2 separate regions of the Bombyx mori genome follow, and region 1 is linked to region 2. Evidence: chromatin contacts called from public Hi-C data. All regions are on one chromosome and are shown on one strand. Each heading gives the region's core, a stretch centred on a gene start, on an enhancer-like site or on the middle of the called end of the contact. The rest is flanking DNA. Distances are from core to core; before and after follow the strand shown.

The links. A called contact is a pair of places that touch in the nucleus more often than the background predicts.
Region 1: a contact with region 2 is called in a Hi-C map of whole pupa, with 2.0 times the contacts expected there. The contact joins two enhancer-like sites. A contact is called at or near these places in 2 of 7 Hi-C or Micro-C datasets (both in whole pupa).

The regions. Positions count from the first base shown.
Region 1 is chr15:3,802,496-3,808,605 of ASM3026992v2, forward strand. No RefSeq gene overlaps it. Among protein-coding and RNA genes, the nearest start is that of LOC101741581, 34 kb to the left of the region's middle. Within about 2 kb of position 2,491, at least 1 of the 8 cell types and tissues checked has open chromatin away from gene starts, as enhancers often do.
Region 2 is chr15:3,678,792-3,684,680 of ASM3026992v2, forward strand. LOC101741581 (serine/arginine repetitive matrix protein 1) reads right to left here. Exons shown (of 11, transcript XM_012692467.4): 4 at 998-1,095. Among protein-coding and RNA genes, the nearest start is that of LOC101741725, 18 kb to the left of the region's middle. Within about 2 kb of position 3,645, at least 5 of the 8 cell types and tissues checked have open chromatin away from gene starts, as enhancers often do.

The DNA.
Region 1 (6,110 bases), core at 1,241-3,740, 120 kb after region 2:
ATCAGAAAAAATAGTACTTTAGAGACCTTTTGCAGCTAACTTCATTCAGAATGCATTTATGTTTTAAACTTGAGGCCTTCAACACGTGTACGTTGACACGTTCACTTTAAAAGTTTAAATGACTACAGAATAGATCGAATTCAAACTAATTTGGTGTAATTTCGAAATAGAATAAACATTAGTACTTGCCCCACTTGGAGCTGCATTACGATTATTTAAGTAAAGACACGCACCTGACTGTCGCTGATGTGTCTACAAACAAAAATACACATGGGACAGTTACAGAGTTCGAAGTTAATTTGCTAGATTTCATTCATATATTCAACAACTATACCAGACTAAACGTACTAGACATTCTCCTTATGGGAACTCGGTAGAGTGTGAAGTTTACGTGTCTTAGCAACGCCCCTACGTAGGTTCAGTACCCTAAGGGTATATTACCGGAACGGCTTCCTTTCACACGGATTAGGGCGACTGCATCTGTTCAACTGTGACCACATATTTGAGTCTTTCCTTTGAAAAAGGCTTCGTTAGATATTTACAAATAAATATATACTTTTTAAAATATTTTCTGATCAACAAAACCCATGTATTTTTTTAAAGGTTTTTTCGAAACATCGGAAATTTTCAAATGAGCAGACTGCTTCAAATTACTTAGCCATCAATGTGTTCTGGTCGTTTATAAATAGGTTAAGAAGAGATTTTATGTAATTTACAATGAAATCTTGTATGTGGGATTATTGTAGGTATACTTACATATTTTGTGATCACTTAATTAGTAATTTTGTCGCACACTGCAATCTTTTTTTTCATAACAGTAAAATTTTCATGCTCTATCCAACAAGATATGGCTTTGATCTATGAGACTGCCTTTTGTTATTTTATTTTATTAATAATCGTGACTTCCGGAGTACTTTTGCTACTTTTTGTATGTAATAAACTTAATTAATATTAATAAGGTCCTGTCCTCACATATTTTTGTATGAAAGCTTTATTTTACGTCATTATTAAATTTAAAGAAATTACTTGAACCTCATATATTTTAATATAATTAAAGATGTACTTAGTCTAGACTTATTTCCCCTGGCTGAGCCTTTTCTCGCCCACCTGTCCTGGTGAAACCGAAAAGGCCTCTTGGCCACGATTTATTTGTAACGAAGTTTTCGATCTCGAAATAAGTTGTCTGTTTATGATCAATGGAGTACGTCACGACATGCTGGCTGCCGTGAGCGGTCGACGGCGCGTGGGCCCACGTTTGGCACGATTCCATAATTATAACGAGAGTGCTTGCAAATAAAATATAATGTATTCAAACAGCGACATTTTGAACTTAGTTATGTTCGAGCGACGTGAGTGACAAGAGATAATATGATTCGTCCGTATCGTCAAATAATCTGTTTGTACACTGCGGGACGTGAATTCGTTTATGAGTATATATAGATGTTCATATATAAAACTAATTACCAACCTAACCGCCTTCCGTATGGTATATCCCAAAACTAATATAATTCTGCTGTTGCTGTTGCATTTTTTTTGCCTATCTATTGCTAGTAACCTCGAAGGGTTATGCTAGCTTCACCGTACATCTATGAGGAGGCAGTCTCCTCCCGGTGATGGTCACGGGGCGACCTAAGGGGGTTAAGGCTACGCCGCACGCTACCGTCACTCTAGCGCGCTGGCACCAGGAGGACGGGACGACGCGTCGGCGGCTGAGGACTGCGATGCGGTCCGCATTTTCGTCGTCGCTGTCGTCGCCCAACATACTGTGGAAGAGCAACCCGGTCGGCGGTGTATCGCGTTCCAACCTGGCAGGCTGGTTCTGGCCCAGCGGGGTATCCCGAAACACCAACGGCATCGCCCGGGCGGCCTGGTAGCCCGCCGTACCGCGAAGACCGACGTCGTTGGTCGTCGACTATCGCCTCGACGACCCGTCGGTCGGGCGTCCTAGGGGTTGCGCCGCGTGTCTGGTTGTAGTGTTGACCACGGGAACCCCCTACTCTGACCGGGTTTTGACCCCGGACGGAGATCGGAAGTCGGGTGTAAGAGTGCAGGGGAGTCGTTTAGTGGGTGGGCCCTAAAATTCCTTGGGCCCGCGGTCTGCCCCCAACACTTTGCAGATCGTCAAGTCCCACATACCCCGCGCGCCCCCTAGGGCGGGAACTTCGTAGGAGGTTCGGCCCCCGGCCCAAAAAAAAAGCTTCACCATACGTGTAGGTAAGAACGCGGTTTCAACTTGAGAGGGTTGTTAACGCTGGCCTTAGCAAGCGCAGTGCTCCGCAGTATTTACCACCAAATTGGAATCGTGACCTACAGAGGAGATTATAGTGGAGATTATAGATATTATATCGCGTTATAGTAGGTCCCGCGTTGTAGTAGATCCGCGTGTAGTAAGTCCCGAGTTGTAGTAGGTACCACGTTGTAGTAGGTCCCGCGTTGTAGTAGATCAGCGTTGTAGTAGGTCTCGCGTTATAGTAGGTCCCACGTTGTAGTAAGTCCCACGTTGTAGTAGGCCCCGCGTCATAGAAGGTCCCGCGTTGTAGTAGGTCCCGCGTTGTAGTAGGTCCCGCGTTGTAGTAGGCCCGCGTTGTAGTAGGTCTGCGTTGTAGTAGGTCCCACGTTGTAGTGGGCCTCGCGTTGTAGTGGGCCTCGCGTTGTAGTAGGTACCGCGTTGTAGTGGGTCTCGCGTTGTACTAGGTCCGTGTTGTAGTAGGTCCCGCGTTGGCCTGGAGTTTTGCCGTTGCGATGGGGCAATGCGCCCACGCCGTCCGGGTTCCGGAGTATGTTGCCCGGAACTCTCCGACTTTGAGAGGAACAACAACGAAGCCACGCCGGTATACCGGTACCCCCTCTGGGCAGTCCCCTATAGCCGAAGCCGGGGACATGGCGATCAGCGGCCGGAAGATGCGTAAGCAACGCCGGCTCACTACTTCATCAAAAAGGCAGACTAAAAGTGGCGTACCATCTCCCGTGCACCACACCGAAAAAGCGTCATACGTGACCACAAAACATAAAACAGAACAAAAAATAAAACAGAAATAAAAACAATACAGAAAGAAAGAAAGACAGAATAAATAACAAAGAACCAAAATAACAAAGGGGAAGAAGAAAGGGGACGGAGAGGCCCAGGCGTCTCCAGAAGAAACACCCTTCAGCCAGGGAAGGGCGTGTAGAGCCCGGAATGTAAACTCGCATGTTTGAAAGCGAGCTACATAATCCTCGTTCGTATTGGTGTTCGCAATCATTTCCGTCGTCGTTATGTTAAGAAACTGAAGCCATTTGAATACGTAGAAAACCCATGACAAGTTAGTTCAGTCTCTTCTATGCATCATCTCACATTTTTTATAAATTATTACTGTATACAGTCCACTTAAACCCAAACGACGGGGCTTAAGGCTTGATCACACGTACCGAGCATACGGGCGAGACAGTCAAATGTTTCTCGGCCGAGACAGTAATGTAAGCGAATAGCTGTTCACACATGTTTTGAAATTAGCACAGTCATTTCAGTTCTATTGAGACTTTAATACGGATCGTAAAAAGATTATTAGAAAATATACAAAGTTACATACTCATTCCAGTATTGGCAGAAAAATTAAAGGAATTGTTGAAAAAACGCTGGATTGTTATTTTATTTTATTTATTTTTTATTTTCAGACATGGTGTATTGTTATTTTATTTGGAGATGTTTTAAAGAAATAAATATGTCAAAAAGGCACGCGCGGCAACGTAATAACAATCAAGTGGCCGAGTAGCGAGACAGTGCACATTTAGACCTGCCGAGTGAGCGAGCCAGACAGTGCGGGGAAGCGGGAGGGTGAGCACTCGGCCTAGTAAATAGAACGGACGCCGAGCTACTGGCTCGCCACTTCGTTCGGCGCTATGTTTATACGCACCGAGTACTCGGCCGAGAGCACTGTCTCGCCCGTTTGCTCGGTACGTGTGATCGAGCCATTAGTCACGCAGCTAACACTGCTTCGAGGCGAGGGGCCAAAACACAAAACAAAAGTAAATAAGATAATATTTCGATGCCTCCAATGAGCACTACGCTAACTCCAAATTCGTAGATTTACAGGAGCGCTTAAGCAAAAAAAGTTGATAAAATCTTTATTATTGCAGATATATTTATGGTTTTTTTTGTGTAACTAACTGATTTACTCTTGCTTCGAACCCCATCAATAATGATTAATTGTAATACTTTTAACATAGTGAAGCGATTTGCGTGAAAAACGAATATTTTAAAATTTTGAGTTAGAGAAGTGTTCATTGGAGGCATCGATTTATGGGCCAAAAACTCAAATACTCAAACAGGAACAACGGACTTTCAATACGACGTAACGACCTATATCAAATTTATTGGTAGAGATCTGTACACAATATACAATGTACATTTAAAATTTTATACATGTCTTCTAGAGAGTAATTAAAGATAATGAAATGTTTATATCACGTATAAATAATACTGAAAGAATTGTTTTTGACCTTTGTACACGCCAAAAAACAAATTTCTTTTATGCTACTCGCAAATAGATGTCGCTAGGATAGTTATATAAAAATAATGCTACTTCACAGTAGATGTCGTTTTCAACGAATTCAAGTTTTCCGTCCCTATTGTGTAGGAAATTTTAGATAAGTCTAGTTATACAAATCCGTTTTTGTAGTATAACCGTCGGAACACCGTAGTTTGTGAGGAAAATAGATCGCAAAATGACCTCCAACTGTAATCGATGAGTATACGAAGCCAGCGTGGAAACGCTTTTTCGAAAAGGCAGAGGGACACAATAACAACACTCTTACAGGGCGATACACAGACGCCGTTCGCCTTAAGCATGTCATTCGGATTCTCCCGATCCACTCTCGAGCATTTTTGAGACATTGCACGAATCACCATTCTCGTCCAATACGGCGATGAGTTCACATGCAACTTAACACACAAGCATAACCTACTGATTTTCACATCGTATCTTCTCAATGGGTCGCAATCTAGTGTAAGTTTAGATAAATATGCTTGTATTATCAAGATGGAGTAAGGTGATATAGAAAGCCGTATTGCTATGACAGCATTACACAAAGAAACCGATCACCGTCTTCGTCGAACGCGTCGCTTGAGGGTTCGACGAGTAAATTAACCCATAGACCCCACAGAGTTTCTCGCCGAATCTTCTCAGTGGGTCGCGATTTCAATCCGGTGGTAGAATCAGCGAAGCACAAAGCTTAGCTAGGGCCAGTATTAGCAAATCCTCTCAGGTTAATCCCGTGAACTCACCTACCGATCCGTGAGTAGCTGGAAAAGCCTCTTAAGCCTCCAGTGATTTTGTAGGGGATTCTTTCATTTATTAACGCCAATAAACGAAGTTATTACATGCTGTTAGAATAGTTATTTTTGTCTAAATCAAAGTTCCCTACCGCCTTATCTGTTCCTGTCTCTTCGCTATTACAATTAGTATAATATGTACCTACTTTATGAAGGAAGTGACTATTGCTCTTTTTTTTCTGCCTGAGCTGATGACTTTGAGAGGCCATTTTAGCGTAACCCTAACAGGTAAGTGAGCTCACGGGGCTCAAACCTGACGACATTGCCAACACTAACCTTATCAAGAGCAGTGCTTCGCAGAATCTACCACCGGATCGGAAACGCGACCCACTGAGATGATCCGGCGAGAAACTCAGTGGGCTGTGTCTGTGGTTTAATTTACTCGTCGAACCCTTCATCGCAAGCGACGGGTTCGACGAGAACGATATATTGCTCAATATTTATTTACCTCGTTACAAGTTGGTATGTGTTCTTTAAATTCGAATACCCCTTTTAAGCTCGGTATGTACATAAGTATGTTTGTTTATATCTAACGAAAACTTTAAACGTCATTTTCACAAAGTCACAAACGTCGGATTAACTTTAAAATTGATGCACATGTATCAAGGACCGATGACACTACCATGTTTTTTTTTCATATCGCTCTAATATCCAAGGGCCAAGGAAAAATATGGAAAATTAATAGTTAGTTTGGTTTTTTATTTAAGCATATTTTTAATTACAACTGTACACAATATGCAACAAGAATCCACAAATAAAGTGTTTTGTTTAATCCTTGAGAATTAAATCATCTGTGATA
Region 2 (5,889 bases), core at 2,395-4,894:
TTTTTTTTCAAGAATTGAATGTTAAGGAATAACGTCTTTAATAATTTCATTATCAATTGACCTAATGTTGTTGGTACAGTCGATAAAGGGGTTATGCCCTATAAAAAATCAACTGATAGGCAATTCTTTTGGCCCACTATCTTTGGTTCTGATCAGTTTAATATATTCATACCTAGAGCACTGTTGTCTGTACACACAATATCTTCTAAGCAGGACTAATTAGTCGTCTGTTAATTGCAATAGAGGTCGGTCATGCGTTCATTATGGTGAGCGTATGAGACCGTTGAGAAGCTATAGTACCAAGTTAATTTTAGCATAAGCTTCATATTTTTTATTCATTAATGGATTGATGAGTCGCCAAAGACGGCGAATTATACTAAACTAGTGGTCCCCCAGTAATCGAAATTAATGTAATTTATTGAAATTATAAGTTTGAACATTATTGGTTTTATTGTCAAAAATACTTCTTTAATCACATAGACAAATAATATTAAAGATAAACAATATTAATCTATTCTCAATTTGACCACAGACTTTAAACAATAACAAAAGTTTGACATTAAACCAAAAGTATATATAATATACATGTATATTGTGTCAAATACATGGTAGTGTGTGTAATGGTTTTTTTAATCATTTAATGTATTTTTTTATGCATAATTAAAAACAAAATTAACATTCTGCACTCCTCTATGTTCTCTAATAAATGTGGGAAATTTCATACTCCTCCGTTCGGGCAATTTTCGTAAAAAGGGGTACAAAGTTTGTGCTTCACGTATTAATATACAGATGAGTAAATTTTAAAACCAGGTTTCTTTTAAATTTTCATTCGTATTTCACGTAATATTTGCATTAACTTTAAATAACTTTAATTGATAAATGTAATTCCACGCTAATCATTTACATTGTCCCATTAACTTTTATAAAAAAAAACCTTGGAGAGATATAAAGTGAGCGAACCATACCAACAATAATTCGTGGTTGAATTATTACTTACCATTCAGGTACATTTAGTTTCTGCAGTGATCGCTGTACCCTCAATTCGTGCTCCGAAAGCACGCGATCCGAATTCTTCTGCAATTCGTTTTCAGGAGGCTGAAAGAAAAAAAATCCATTTTAAAAAAAATTCATTTCAGAAATTTCGTTTCATTTAGATTTTTAATGTTTATTTAAAACTAGCTGACCCGGCAGACTTCGTAGTGCCTCAATCGATAAATAAAAAGCCTAAACTTTTGTATAAAATAAACTTAAAACAAACAAAAGGAATCCGTCCGACGGGGGACACATCAAAGGAAAAACCAAAATTGTTATTTTTATTTAATTCGGAGCAATTTCATATTTATCTACCTTTTAAATCTTCTCTGGACTTCCACAAATAATTCAAGACCAAAATTAGCCAAATCGGTCTAACCGTTCTCGAGTTTTAGCTAGACTAACGAACAGCAATTCATTTTTATATATATAGATAAAAGATAAATAAAACACGTTAAATAAAACAAAGTACATTTATTTTTCATTTAAAATATAACATTTATGTTGTTTAATCAGTATTTAAAGATTCTTTGCTTGCATCATTTAGTTTTGGTAACAAGCGGTACACTCTGTTATAAATTTCTCGATTGGCATTTTTAATGGTCATATTTTCAATGCTATCACATTTTAAATCATACAACGAAGATGACTCTTTCATTTTCAAATTACATTTAACATTTTTGTAAATTTTATAAATTGCAAAACGAGTGTAACAATCATCTTCATTGGAGACATCATTGAGTGATTCAACACTTTTTAGGTTATTGCCGTGAGATTGTGCTATAATACAATCTTCAAGTGACTTCAAAGATTCTTTACTTTTAAAAATACTATCGCTAGTCCCACACTCGTTTACTATTTCTGACCAAGACGGAAATACTTCTATATCTTTCAGGACGTCTTCGTCGGTGCGTGAAATTTCTCCGAGCTTTGAAGTGTCCATACTTTCATCATATTCCATAGATAATAAATCCGACACACCGTAAATAGACTCGTACCAAGACTCGTTACAGTCCAATGGACATTTAGAATTGCCGAGATTGAAATTAACGTTGCGATTTGATCTTTTTAATGTCGATGTTGTCGGAATGTAATTACTACTTTCTAAATCTTGCATTTTGTTCTTGACGAAATGTTCGTAATCGGGAAGATCGATATCTTCGAAATCGTTATTACGTTTCGGTGCTTCACAGATTGAGGTTATGTTTGCATTTGTGGTGGTGGATAGCAAGTCTTCAACGGGTGGAGGTGGGACGCTTTCCAACAAACGTTCGAAGAAGGCTCTCACTTTGTCATCACCAGGATTAGTTCCTTTGACCTCCGCCAACGAAGAAACTCTTTTCAATTCATTACACGTAGAATCACCGTCGGTAAATTTAGCAGTAACTTGAGTGATATTCATTTTCGAAAAACTATAGCGTTTAACGTCCACTTTTGACTTCCATTGGCGATGCTTCACCCTGAACCCCTTCAGACTGAGGGAGTTCTCATCTTCGGATTCGCTTCTGGGTATATCAGGAAATTTAGCGTAGTAAATGTCTCTAGACCACGGCTTGACGAAAACGTGATCCGGTTTCACATCTTCGAATGGTTCCATTTCCTCCGTGACCCAGGTTGTGTCCAACCGATACCAGAATCCATTTCTCCGGAGCACCTCTTCTGTCGTTAAAAGCACCAGAGAAACCATTGTTAAAACCCTCTCAGTTTAGCGTTGTTTACGAGACTGTTAGAATTTGCCATTACGATATCCTTATAATGACAAGTCATTAATATCGTCAATATTTGTAATACGAACTATTTGCGAAGCGTTTTAATAATATCTTAAATAAACAAATTAGTTAATTAGATAACCAATGGTACTATTTTGTAATGCCAACCCTAAAAATGTATAATATTTAACCAGAAGCTGTTCTCGATAGGAACCGGTACAAAGACTTTTACAAACGGCACTTAAGTGTGACCAATGGCTTGGAAAATTACTCAAATAAAGGAAAGGTCAAATGGTTTCTTTGATCTGATTTTGAAGGGTAAATATGTGGGATGTTTAGCTATGGATGGTCATAACTGGTTTAGGTGGTTCAAAACTCACCCTGTTATCGGAAGAGGCAAGAAGCGCGCAAGGACCCAGAAGTCCTATGGTTTCCCAGCAAGTCATTTCCACTGTTTTCAAAATCACATTCAGTATTCTTTGATCTATCCGATATATTTTTTTAACGTAATAAATTGTTCTTTAAATTAAATTATTGAAACGTTACATAAGCCTGACAAATATAAAAAAAATATAATTTAGAAAAAAAAAGGCGCTAATACATATAAAGCGACAGAAACTCCCGATATCTAGAGGAGGAAGCAGGCTGCAGCAGCACTGAAGCGAAAAGCGATCACCAATCAAATCAGAACAACGTTGCTTATTGAACGAACAAAATCCAATTACGAGACTGAATCGGAGGGAGCGCGGGGCTTCCGAGCCTAGGGTCGCTCTGCTCTGGGCTGGGTCTGAAGCTCGGGTCGGAGTCACGCGGCTGCCACTGCGGCAATGCGGATCGTGGTGCATGGAGACGGTGGCCGCGTCGCTGCCTCCCGCCAGACTGAGGCAAGGCGCGTGTCCTTGGACTCAGCGCGCATGCGACATTCACACACCCTCACGATCAGACCACAACCTTTCACTGTATTGTATTGGACTGACACGTTTCTTCTTCAACGCCTTTTATCAATTGTTGTTAACAGCCAATATACTGAGAAGACGGCGGGATCTGTTCAATTGTACGAGTAGCTTGAGTGTTTTTTTCTTTTTTTTTTTTTTTTCGGGACGGCAACCGAATCATGTTTGTTTTTTTTCTCCTTAGCTAACTTTTTTTTTTTTGGAGATTAGTTTACATGTTATTCGTACTTTTCTCGAGTGTTTTGTTTTATTGAGATCGATCTGAATCTAAAACATAATTGTCAAGATAATTTTATTATACTAGACCAACATAGCAGGGGGTGTGGCGTTGCGTGACATTCTGACCTCTGCAAACCCCAAGATCGTGAATTTAAATTTTAATAATACAAAACTTTATATCTCGAGCGTTGCTACGTACTTCCAAAACTAAATATTGTTTAAAATTACTGTGAATGTTATTTTTTTGTACTTCAATATTTCACATTTAGGTCACCATTTCGCGTCACGATATACCCCTTCAGGGAAATACAATTTAGTAACCATTCGTGTCCTAGTTTTCCTTCGTGCGTTATACTAATGGGAAATCAAATGGAACCAGTAAACACGACATTATTACTCAAGAGAAAAATAGGGTTGGGAAAAGTAGGCCAGAGATACGGTAATGCATAGATTGGTTATCTCGAGCCGCTGCTTCCCCTATTATTCGTGAATAGTAAACATAAGCCTCATTTTCCTAATTAGCTTTCCTCTTAATCATGAGTACTTATAATAGAACGGTTTTTCACTACTTGTACGAACTGCCTATTTCAGCCCGTAAAGTTTCACGTATTTAACTTAAAAGTCCTAATTCCAATGCTAAAGTAACACACTTTGACCGCACGTGTTAAGATCAGATCAGCATCCATTCTCACTAGCTAAAACATAAAGGGTAACATGTGAACTCACCTGCCCGTCAATACTAAAACGCATCAAAATTAATCATCAAATGTATATAATATAGATACAGTTTTCATTTTTGCACCTGTTGTCTTTACCGGAGTTTATAGACATCGTAAAATGAGCACCTTCGCCAATCTTGAGACGTGAGGTCGAAATTTCAGTTGGTAAATGACGGTTCTACCCTTCAAGTCGGAACACATTATTGTTTCGATATACAAATGCATAGCATCACGATTCCGACGTGTGCGTGCTCACAAAATACATTACGTCCCTTATTTATGTAAAAAAACTTGATTTTTGATTGATTCGAAACGATTCGAAGCAGCTGATTGATAGTTGAATATAAATTTATTGATAAGAATTAATGGTAGATGATGAATGCGATCGTGCGTTTGAATGATTTGACACGAGCTAAGCGTGTTGGTCAAATCCTGAATGTATGTTATGGCCGCGGGGGGCCCCGTCAATTGCGTACTCGTGACATAATAATTTGGGGCTGAAATTGACGACAAATAGTATTCTCTTCGGTTTTCGCCAGTTGTAGATATAAATAAATCTCCCTTTACGATTTAGTCTTGGGTTTTTTATTTACCTTATTTCCGAATTTTTGAATACTGTGCAGTATCCTTTGTTACTTTAAAATTACGAAAATTGTAAAAGTAATTGTAAAAATAATTGTAAAAGTAGTTTTAATGGAACAAGAGGTTGTACCAAAGTGTAGGAAATAACAGACTCTGCCAATATTTTAACAACGAGCAGTTACAAATTTTTTAGAAGCTGTTAGATTAAGGCTCACAGTGTCAAGCCTTTTTGGTATTTTAATATGAAATAAATTGAATTGGCTCACTAGTCTCTCTCGTTGGCTGGTCCTAGCCTTCAATGGCTCGGATTATAAGGAATCCGGTCGAGTTGTGGGACGTAATCAGAATTTCAATAGGGTTGAGTGTATCACAACATTAATTGTGCAAAGTCCTACTTTTTAAATTCTTGGAATGACTTTTTCTCATTTTTTATAGATCAGATTTAGTAATTTTGGTTGGTGTTCGCGAGTTTTTTTTTTTTTTTTTATTGATTGGATGTGTGGACGAGCTCACAGCCCACCTGATGTTAAGTGGTTACTGGAACCCATAGACATCTATAACGTAAATGCGCCACACACCTTGAGATATAGTTCTAAGGTCTCAGTATAGTTAAAACGGCTGCCCACACCCTTCAAACCGAAACGCATTATTGCTTCACGGCAGAAATAGGCGGGG